2 separate regions of the Cricetulus griseus genome follow, and region 1 is linked to region 2. A link is a contact called in public Micro-C data. All regions are on one chromosome and are shown on one strand. Each heading gives the region's core, a stretch centred on a gene start, on an enhancer-like site or on the middle of the called end of the contact. The rest is flanking DNA. Distances are from core to core; before and after follow the strand shown.

The links. Hi-C and Micro-C count contacts between places; a contact is called where the count stands out from the background.
Region 1: a Micro-C map of the CHO-K1 cell line shows a contact between it and region 2, with 2.6 times the contacts expected there. The contact joins the enhancer-like site here to the promoter of Septin9 in region 2. A contact is called at or near these places in 4 of 8 Hi-C or Micro-C datasets (the CHK-Q cell line, the CHL-YN cell line, the CHO-K1 cell line and 1 more).

Annotation. Positions count from the first base shown.
Region 1 is chr7:129,876,866-129,881,227 of CriGri-PICRH-1.0, reverse strand. The region is part of intron 2 of Septin9 (septin-9); the gene reads right to left. Among named protein-coding and RNA genes, the nearest start is that of Septin9, 87 kb to the right of the region's middle. Within about 2 kb of position 2,462, at least 2 of the 6 cell types and tissues checked have open chromatin away from gene starts, as enhancers often do. A contact at or near this core is called in the CHO-K1 cell line, where this site is marked.
Region 2 is chr7:129,790,461-129,795,125 of CriGri-PICRH-1.0, reverse strand. Septin9 (septin-9) reads right to left here and starts at 2,727. Exons shown (of 12, transcript XM_027425556.2): 1 at 1,925-2,727. The coding sequence starts at 1,946. LOC103161705 (a long non-coding RNA gene) reads left to right here. Exons shown (of 3, transcript XR_003487116.2): 1 at 1-1,810; 2 at 4,492-4,600. It also overlaps the pseudogene LOC113836419.

The sequences.
Region 1 (4,362 bases), core at 1,213-3,712, 86 kb before region 2:
GATATACCTAGGGGGCAGCGAGGCCCAGGGCAGTGAGATGGCTCAGCAGGTAAAATGCTTGCTGCATCAGCCTGGTGACCTGAGTTCAATTCCTAGGACCAACATAAAGATGGACAGAGAGTTGACTCTACAAAAATGTCCCCTGACACCCACATATATGCCATCGTACGTGTGTGTGCACACACACAACAACAATAATAATAAAATAAATGAATAATTAAATTTTAAAGATGTCCTCTGGGCTGGAGAGATGGCTCAGTGGTTAGGAGCACCCAAGTTTAGTTCCCACACGGGGGCTCACACCTGTAACTCCAGTTCCAGGGGATCTGATTCTGATGCCCTCTTTTAGCCTCTGTGGGCCTTGGGCATGCATGTGGTACATGGCATAAAAATAAATAAGGAGAGAGAGAGAGAGAGAGAGAGAGAGAGAGAGAGAGAGAGAGAGAGAGAGAGAGAGAGAGAGAGAGAGATCCTTCCTACAAACATCTACTCTGGATATGTGAGTCCCTCGTGCTCCAGTGACTCTCAGGGGCTCTGCTGGTGTGGCAATGGCCTGCTGACCTATGGGAGGATCCTCACTAGAACCGTTGGGAAGACTCTCTCCTCATCCATCACAGATGGGGGTGCCTCAGGTCCCACCTGAGAGACAGCCTCTCACAGCCCTGCTTACTGCCCCCCATAGAGGTCCGGGTGGGGCAGTACAGTGCTCTGCTCCTGGCCAGGGCTGTAAGTCTCCCTGTCTCTGGCCTTCCAACCACTTCTACACCAGGCCTTGCTGGGGCTGGGTGGCTGAGATGTGGCCCAGGAGCTCTGAACTACAGCAGCTGCCATTTGCATGAGGCAGGCATCTAAGCTGGGCTGTGCGACCTACAGGCTGTCTTAGACAACCTGTGTGAGCCCTCATCCAGAGTACCTCAGCCCTGTACCCTTTTTTCACTCTTCAGCACAAACAAGGCTTCTAGAACCCCCACCCACTCTTCCTCTAGCTTAATGACATTTGACCCCACACACACACACTTCTCCAGTGGCCTGGCCAGTCTGAAACCCAGCTGTGTAGTCCAGGACTCCCAAGTGCTGGGATGGCAGGTGTGGTCACACCCGCCGCCATGCAGCCAGGGACTTGCTTCAGCTCTGCCCCACACAGCGGCCCAGGCCTTCTCCTGGGGTTAGCCCCAATGCTACAGGAAGCCCAGCAGTTTTCAGTTACTCCCAAGACAGAGGAACTGATGCCTGCCCCGCTTTGCCTAGCCTCCACCCATGGGGCCACTGTAGCCCAACAGGCTGTAGGTGGCAGGGACCAAAACGTCCAGGCCACACCCTTGCAGGGAAGACACTCCCGGTAGGGGAGACAGCTGCTTCAAGCACAGGAAAAGGAAAGAGGGGAAGTGGAGGACCCTCCCTTCCCCCACTCACTGGTGGCATCTAGAAGGCCCCACCCCCATCCTACCTCAGGAGAGCTCCCCTCTGCCCAGCCCCAGTAATGAATCCCACATTGACTGGCTCCCGCCCCTCGCCCTCGGTGCTCAACAGCTGGCCCACAGAAGGTGCTGGAGTTGAGAGTCTCACATCCCACAGCCCTTCCTCTGCAGATAAGGCCCCTCTGTTCCGGCCCTGGCCCTGGGAAAGTGGGGGGGTGGGGGAGGCTGGGTTAACCCTTTCCTACAAGACACATCTTCAGGGCCTCCTGGTCCCAGCAAAGGTGCACACCACCAGGACAGAGAGACCATGAAAATGATCACCAATAACACATGCCCTACAACAAAGGCTGTCCGCCAATAAGCAGGTGACAGTGGTTAGGGAAAGGATCCAAATTTAAACTATCCATTTGCCTTAGCCACAGCTGTGTGTCCTTAGAGGAGTTACTTAACCTCTCTACCTACGCCTTCTCTCTCTCTCTCTCTCTCTCTCTCTCTCTCTCTCTCTCTCTCTCTCTCCCTCCCTCTCTCTCTCCCTCTCCCTCTCTCTCTCTCTCTCTTTGTGTGTGTGTGTGTGTGTGTGTGATTTATTTATTTATTTATTTTTGTTTTTGGAGACAGGGTTTCTCTGTGGCTTTGGAGGCTGTCCTGGAACTAGCTCTTGTAGACCAGGCTGGTCTTGAACTCACAGAGACACACCTGTCTCTACCTCCCGAGTGCTGGGATTAAAGGCGTACGCCACCACGGCCCAGCCTTCAGTTCTTTCTCTGTGAAATGCTAATAATGGCAAGAACCAATATGACAGGGCTGATGGACCCAATGAAGTACTTACTCTAGGTATGGGGCCCTGTGACATTCTGGGGCCACAGGAAGCTCTAGTTAATTGACCATAACAGACCTTGTCTCATGTCAGAAGCTCAGCAGAGATAGCTCGGTTGGTGCTTGGATGGGCAACTGTCTGGGAGCCAAGGGTAAGGCCCTGCTTCCTGTGAGCCCTGCCCAATCCAGCTGGGCCCCACTCTTAGCTCCAGGAGTTGACCTCTCTCTGAGTCAGAGACCACAGGAGCCCCTGGGGTTGTACCAGTGTCCGGATGTGAGGATGCTTCGAGATTACTCTCTGACCTCCTCAAAGCCACACTTCTCTCCCCTGCTCCAGTTCTAGCCATGGAGCCCAGGGCAGCCTGGGACCTGAGCCCTGACCCTGGAGTGTACAGGGCTGTTCTCGCATTTCGGCATCCAGTGGCCACATGGTCTGGCCCAATAGTGAGGGAAGCTTGTGGCCCAATAGGAGTTGACATTCCACACACCCAGACAAGGGTTAGCAAGGGTTAGCAAGGCCATGAGACCCTGGAGACCCTTTGTCAGCCTCGTCAGCCCTGCCACCAGCAGTCCCTCTCTACCCAGAGTTCTGAGAGGTGCCTGGAGCTGCTACGGCACATGTGCCAAGCCACACTGCTGGCAGGTGCCGAGGCTGGAGGCTGAGCCCACCGATCTTGCTCTAGGCGACATGCTCTGTCTCAAAGCAAGTCTGCAGACAGTAGACAACATGGAGGGAAGGACCTGTACAGTAGAGGCCCCACACTGCACCAGCCCACCAAAGCCAAACCTGGGAACTGCAAACAAGCGATGGTGCACAGGTCACAGCCGTAGCCTGGCCCTGCCAATACAAAGTAAAGGAGGTGGATGTGGGGTTGGAAGTCCCACCTGGCATTTTCTAGGTAAGAGGCCTTCTCAGGCGCAGGAAGGGCTTAATTACTACCACAGGGGAAGAGTGAATGTGTGCAGGAGAGAGCGTGCAGCCCAGAAAACCACATGGGCAATGTGAAGGGCCAGTGCCTAGGCTGGCGAACCTGCAAGGAGGAAGAGACGGGATCCCTGTGGGTGCTGGGGACCAGCCACCGCCGCGATTCTCTTCCTTTGCACACTCATCCCCATGGTGGCAGCTCCTCAGCCATCGTGGACAGCTGGTCACACTTGAGTCTCAGCCCAACCCCTCTCAGGCCCTAGAAAGCCGAAGGGTCAGTGCAGGGCACAGCTGCTGCCACTGGGGAGGCAGTGCCAGGCTCGAGGGTGACTAGGAAGCTGGGAAGCAGCTGGAGTTCTGTGCCTTCTGGCAGCTAAATGAGCAGTCCATTGGTCAGCAGGGATCTGGACACAGTGAAGGGGGCCTTGCCCTGCTCCCCCGACTGCAGGATGGCCGTCTGAGCAGACACTTCCCTGCCTCTCTTGTCCAGCCCCTCATGCACTAGAGAACCCCTTGACTGCTCTGCAGGGGCAGGGGCTGGGGGATGATACCACCGCGCTTGTGTTTCAGCCTTGGTGTCTGATAACAGGTAGCAGCTGTGCGCCCGGAGGAGCTTCCCAGAGGGTTCCTGGCTAGTGAAGAAGTCCACAGAAAGGGTGGGCCAAGTGGCCTATGACGACAGCAAATGACGACAGCATCCTTAGGCTGCCTGGACTCAGAAACAGATCATTTTGAGCTTCAACAAATTCTCTCTTGCAGCTGAAGCCATTTGGAGCCTGGCTTTGTGCTGCTGGGGAAGCCTAACACATCCAGTGGACTCAGCTAAGGCGGGTGGGATGCCTGGGGAGGGAGGGGCTCTTCTGACTCCGGTGGAGAGTCACCTCTGAGAGCCAAGAGTTGGGGCTCTTTGTGAGAGTGGAGACTGCGATGGCAACAGCTCCCAAGCAAGGAACTCTGTCTGTCTTTCCCCCCACCTATATCCACCCCCTTGACGGCTTCCCTCATCAGTCGTCGGCATCCTGAGATCCAAGAATACACAAGGAGGGAAACTACCACACAGGCCGCTGGTAAGTGGCAGTTTCCAGTGCCCCATCACCCCAGAGACTTTCCTAAGCCCCACTCAACTTTTCCACCTCTCCCATCTGTGAAACCGGGTACTGGGACACAGAGAGTTAAGCTACGAAATGTTGACACACAGTAAGA
Region 2 (4,665 bases), core at 1,478-3,977:
GGCCCCACCCTAAGAGAAGGTCCCCCGGGGTGGGGGGTGTAGCTCATTGGTAGTGCCTGCCTGGTGTGCACGATGCCCTGGTCCCTTCCCCAGTGGCATGCAAACACGGTGTGACAGGGTTGTCATCCCAGCACCCCAGTGCTAGAGGCAGGAGGATCCGGAGTTCAATACCATTCAGGGCTACACAGGGAATCTGAGGCCAGGTAACCTGTCTCAAAACAAACGAAAGGAGAAGGTCCCGCTCTGGTCTGGTGCTGCGCTGTCCCCAGCCGAGGACACTAGTAATGGCTGGATAGAGAAGGCCAGGATCCATGGCTCTCAAAGGCTGCTTTGTCCCGTGGATAAAAAGCTCTGGTCAGCCCGTGAGGCTCCAAGCTTTCACTCTTGGGTCTCCAGGGAGCCACCTCCCCTTTAGGCAAGGATCTCAAATACCTGGCTGTCACCCACCTAGGCTATGCCTTGTCATCTACAGAATGAAGGCTGGGCTCAGGGGAGGTGTGGCTCGGGCTGAGTAAAAGCCTAGTGTTCAGGAGGCCCTGAACCTTACAACCCAGCACAGCCATACAAAGTAAGTGCAGGCCCCAGCCAGCCAGCCAGGCAGCCACTAAAACAACTGCCATTTACAGCTGGTGACAGAGGAGGTGGCAGGGCCAGGCTGCCTATGGGGGACACAACATCACCTGTCCAGGCCTCAGAAGCAGTGGGTGGCATTCTCAGCCATGCCACCCCCGCAAACTAGGCACAGAAAACTTTACCTCTATACCCATCACCTCCAGCTGGTCATGATGCCAAGCTCAACCAACGCAGGTTTGTTTCCCCTCCCGGGTCTTCTGTTGTGCCCCTCAGGGTCACAGGACACACTGCCATCAGCCAGGCACCAGGTGGCTGCCTCCTAGTGAATGCCTGGCCAGTTTTGATATGACATCAGAAAATCACAGTATCGAGTATTGGGATTGGTGGGGTCCGGCCATCCCTCAGAGGAGCCCCTGAGACCCGCTTTCCTTCTCTCTCTGTCTCAGAGACCCCCGTCCATGGACTCAGAAACAACCAACAGCCCGGAGCCAAATGACACTTTTGGGTGGGGTTTAGCCTTTTATCATGACCACAGAACACCAGTCTAGAGTAAGGGTCACATCCCTAGAATTCCCCACCCACACCATCCCGCAGCCTGTGACTCAGATGGTGCCCAAGGCAGAGGAGGCAGTAATGACCTCAGACACTGACAGTCCCAGCAGGAACAGGCAGCTTAACCTGGGAACAACTTGACTGGGATGGCTAAGGAAAGGGAGACTTGTTCTCTCCCTTGAACTGTCTATCCCCTGCTGGGTCTCCTCTGGATCCAAGGGGACCGCAGGAGTACATGGCCACATATACACTCACAGGCATGCACTCGGGCCCTGTGAACACACACACACACACACACACACACACACACTCTCTCTCTCTCTCGAGGGTGCACATGTGTGCTTACACCTCCTCCAAGCACTGGGAGCCACCACCTCTATAATCAACTTCCCAAGAGGCCCAGCAAGGCTATTTCAGGAGAAGACCAAGGCCAGATGATGGGCAAACAAGCCAGGCCACCTTGGCCCTGGTGCAGAGCCTGTCCCCACCATCCACCCTTCCTGAGTCTCTAAGTTCACAGTGGTCACAGACGTAAAAGCAGCCTGCCGGAAAATGAAAGAGAAATAGCACAGGAGGAGAAACCCAGTTTAAATAAAAGCCAGACTCGGCAGGGCTTAGTGGAAAGCAGCATTCCAGCTGGCACAACGTGGAACAGTCAGCAGAAAAAGGAAATAGTTCTGTAAAAGTAAGTGAACTTGACCCTGGGTGCCTACTTCCTGAGGCATCGGTGAAAGCCACCAGTTGGACATGGGTCGGGTTCAGGGATGGGGGATTTGGGAAGAGGAGGGCTGTGGCCTACCTGTGATGCGATCTCTCTCCATTCCTACGGATGTATTTACAGCAGGCAGACAGGATGCCGGTGTCCCCTGCGCGGAGGGAGGGGTCCTCCTCCCCTTTCTCACCCTGTCAACCTCCCTCTCTCTGCCTCCTCCTCTTCCTCTAAAAACACTCTTTGTCTGGTCTAATTTCTTCAATCTGTTGCAATCACGAACAGATCCAAATTACCACATTTCCATGTGTTGGTCATATGTCTCTGCTCCAAACTGAAGTAGCATTGTCTCTGCCACACAGAGGGGAATAGGGAGCACAAGGAGAAAAGTTGAAAAATGGGGGGGTGGGGGCTCGATGGGATCCTAGGGAGTCCCTGGGTCCTCTCCCTGAGCGCAGGACCAGCTGCCTGGCCCTCAGTGTGGTGTCCAGCGTGCAGCTTCCGGCGCCTCCTCTCTCCGCCCCCTCCAGCCCCCGCCTCTGGAGCCTGGCTGTTCCCTTTTAATATCCACTTGGAGATGCCTAACTTAGGCTCTTGGAAACCAACTCCTAGAGTCAAATTCCTGGCCACTTGCAAAGTCTTTCATTTTCCTCCCGTCTAGTGCTGCTGTGATTTTCTTGGCTTTTAAACATTTAAAAAGCCTATGTCCTGCGTGCCTGCCTCACCTTACTGGGAAGGTCCAGATCTCAACCCCACCACATGCAACCTATCTGGGCAGGCGGTGGTCACCTCCCAGACAGGAGGGCTGAGAGAAGGTTCCAGATACCTGCCCAAGACAAACCCTAAAAAAGGTCCCCTTGTCCTGTTAGCTCCAGCACCAGAGGGACAGACTGTCCCCACCCCACGCTCCCTCCCGAGAGGCTGAGCTGGCTGGAGGCTTCCTGGAAGATTCCCACCCCATACATATGAGTCAGTAAGTCTCAGAGGTCCCTAGGGAGGGAATGCGTCCTCCGGCTGCAATTTCCCCAGACTCAGCGGCTCTCTGAGAACATGGCTGGCCCCAGGGCTCAGCTCTATTTCCTGAAGGACACCTGGTCCAGGGGCTGCTCACCTGGAAAGGGTAGGAGGAGCCCTCAGCACCTGCTCAGAGCCCTGGCTGGGTTGATGGGCTCAGCAGTACAAGAAGGAGGGCTTGGGGGAAGGGCCCCAGGGTGTGGGGCATCCTTGTACCAAAAGATCACTCAAACCTGGTGGAAAGTAGGGCTTTGCTGTCCAGTGTCTACTTAAAGAAAACATGTATCTGTGTCGTGGTTTCTGTGAAAACAGTGTCTCTTTATTGTGTTGGGTTTTGTTGGTATTTTGAGACCAGGGACTGGAATTCTAAGTAAATCAGGCTGGCCTTGAACTTGTGGAGATCCTAGCGGTTTTCATTAGGGCATGTGTCACCCTGCCTCACTTAGACTTTCAGTCTCTCTCTCTCTCTCTCTCTCTCTCTCTCTCTCTCTCTCTCTCTCTCAGCTTTTTTTTAAGGTCTCCATTTTTTTTTATTCTTTATGTGCAAAGACTAGCATGATCTGTGTCACTGGGTAGACAGTCTTGAATAATCCATTCAAGGTTGCTTAGTCCAACTTAATGAAGCCTATGTCCTTCTTGTATTGACGCAAGCACTGACAGCACAACTTCAGCCCGTATTTTCGGATCAAACCGTGGCGGTTACAGCAGACTCAGCGAGATCGAGAGTCTTGGCCAAACTTATGCGGGTGACTCCAGTAGAGCTGCTGGTGACCCATCTTTCCTTCAGTCCGCCAGAGAGGAAAAAGGCTCTCTCAGTTTTTTGAGACAGTGTTTCTCTTCGTGACAGTCCTGGCCATCCTGGAACTCAATTTGTAGACCAGGCTGGCACCGAACCCACTAAGATCTGCCTGTCTCTGCCTCCTGAGTCTGGGATTAAAGGCGTGTTTCACCACTGGATGGCCTTAAAGTACATTTCCATCATTTTGGTTTTATTCCATAGTGACTCTATATAAGGGCTGTAAGCCTTTGATGGTCTCTCTTGAAAAAGAAAGGGCACGTGGCAAGCCTGGGAAAGCATTCATGCCTGGCCACTGGGTGCTCGTAGCCCAAATGTCACAGCCTTCAGATAAGCCATATACTGTCCACTGTTCTTAGGTCCCCAGGGCTCCTTGAGAGTTTGTAGACCCTCCCTCACTGTCCCATAGCTAAAGCACCCCCAGGCCCAAGATGCAACTCCAGGCCCCTCCCTCCCTGTCTGGGGCAGGACCCCAAATGCCCTCCCCTAGACAGTAAGGCATCTTCTTGTGGGAATGTACAGAACATCCCTAGCCTCCTGGGAGACAACAAGCCAAATGTCCCTGCCAGGGAGCAAGGAGAGGAGCCTCAAAGGGCAGCCGTCACCGTGAGAGAGCTGGGGTCAGTGCCTCAGTGGAAAAAGACTCGGGCACTGGAAGAGTTGACCGATGGTCCCCTAAGAATTCACATTCTAGAACCCATGACTGAGGCCTTGTTAGGAAGGGGGCTTCAGATGAAGATGTTGTCTGGATCACTCGGGTGGCCCAAAAGGCAACAGCATATATGTCTTTAAGGGGGGCATTTGGGGCTGGGGCTGGGGCTGAGTTGGACGTATGCTTGCCTCACAGACACAGAACTCCACAACCAGCGCCACATAAGCCAGGTTCTTTACCGCACACGAGTGAACCCAGCACTGGGAGGTGGAGGCAGGAGGATCAGGAGTTCAACGTCATTTTGGTGAGACAAAAGTTGGGGGGCAGCAAGATGGCTTCTTGTGGGAAGGGTACTGGCCACCCCCATCT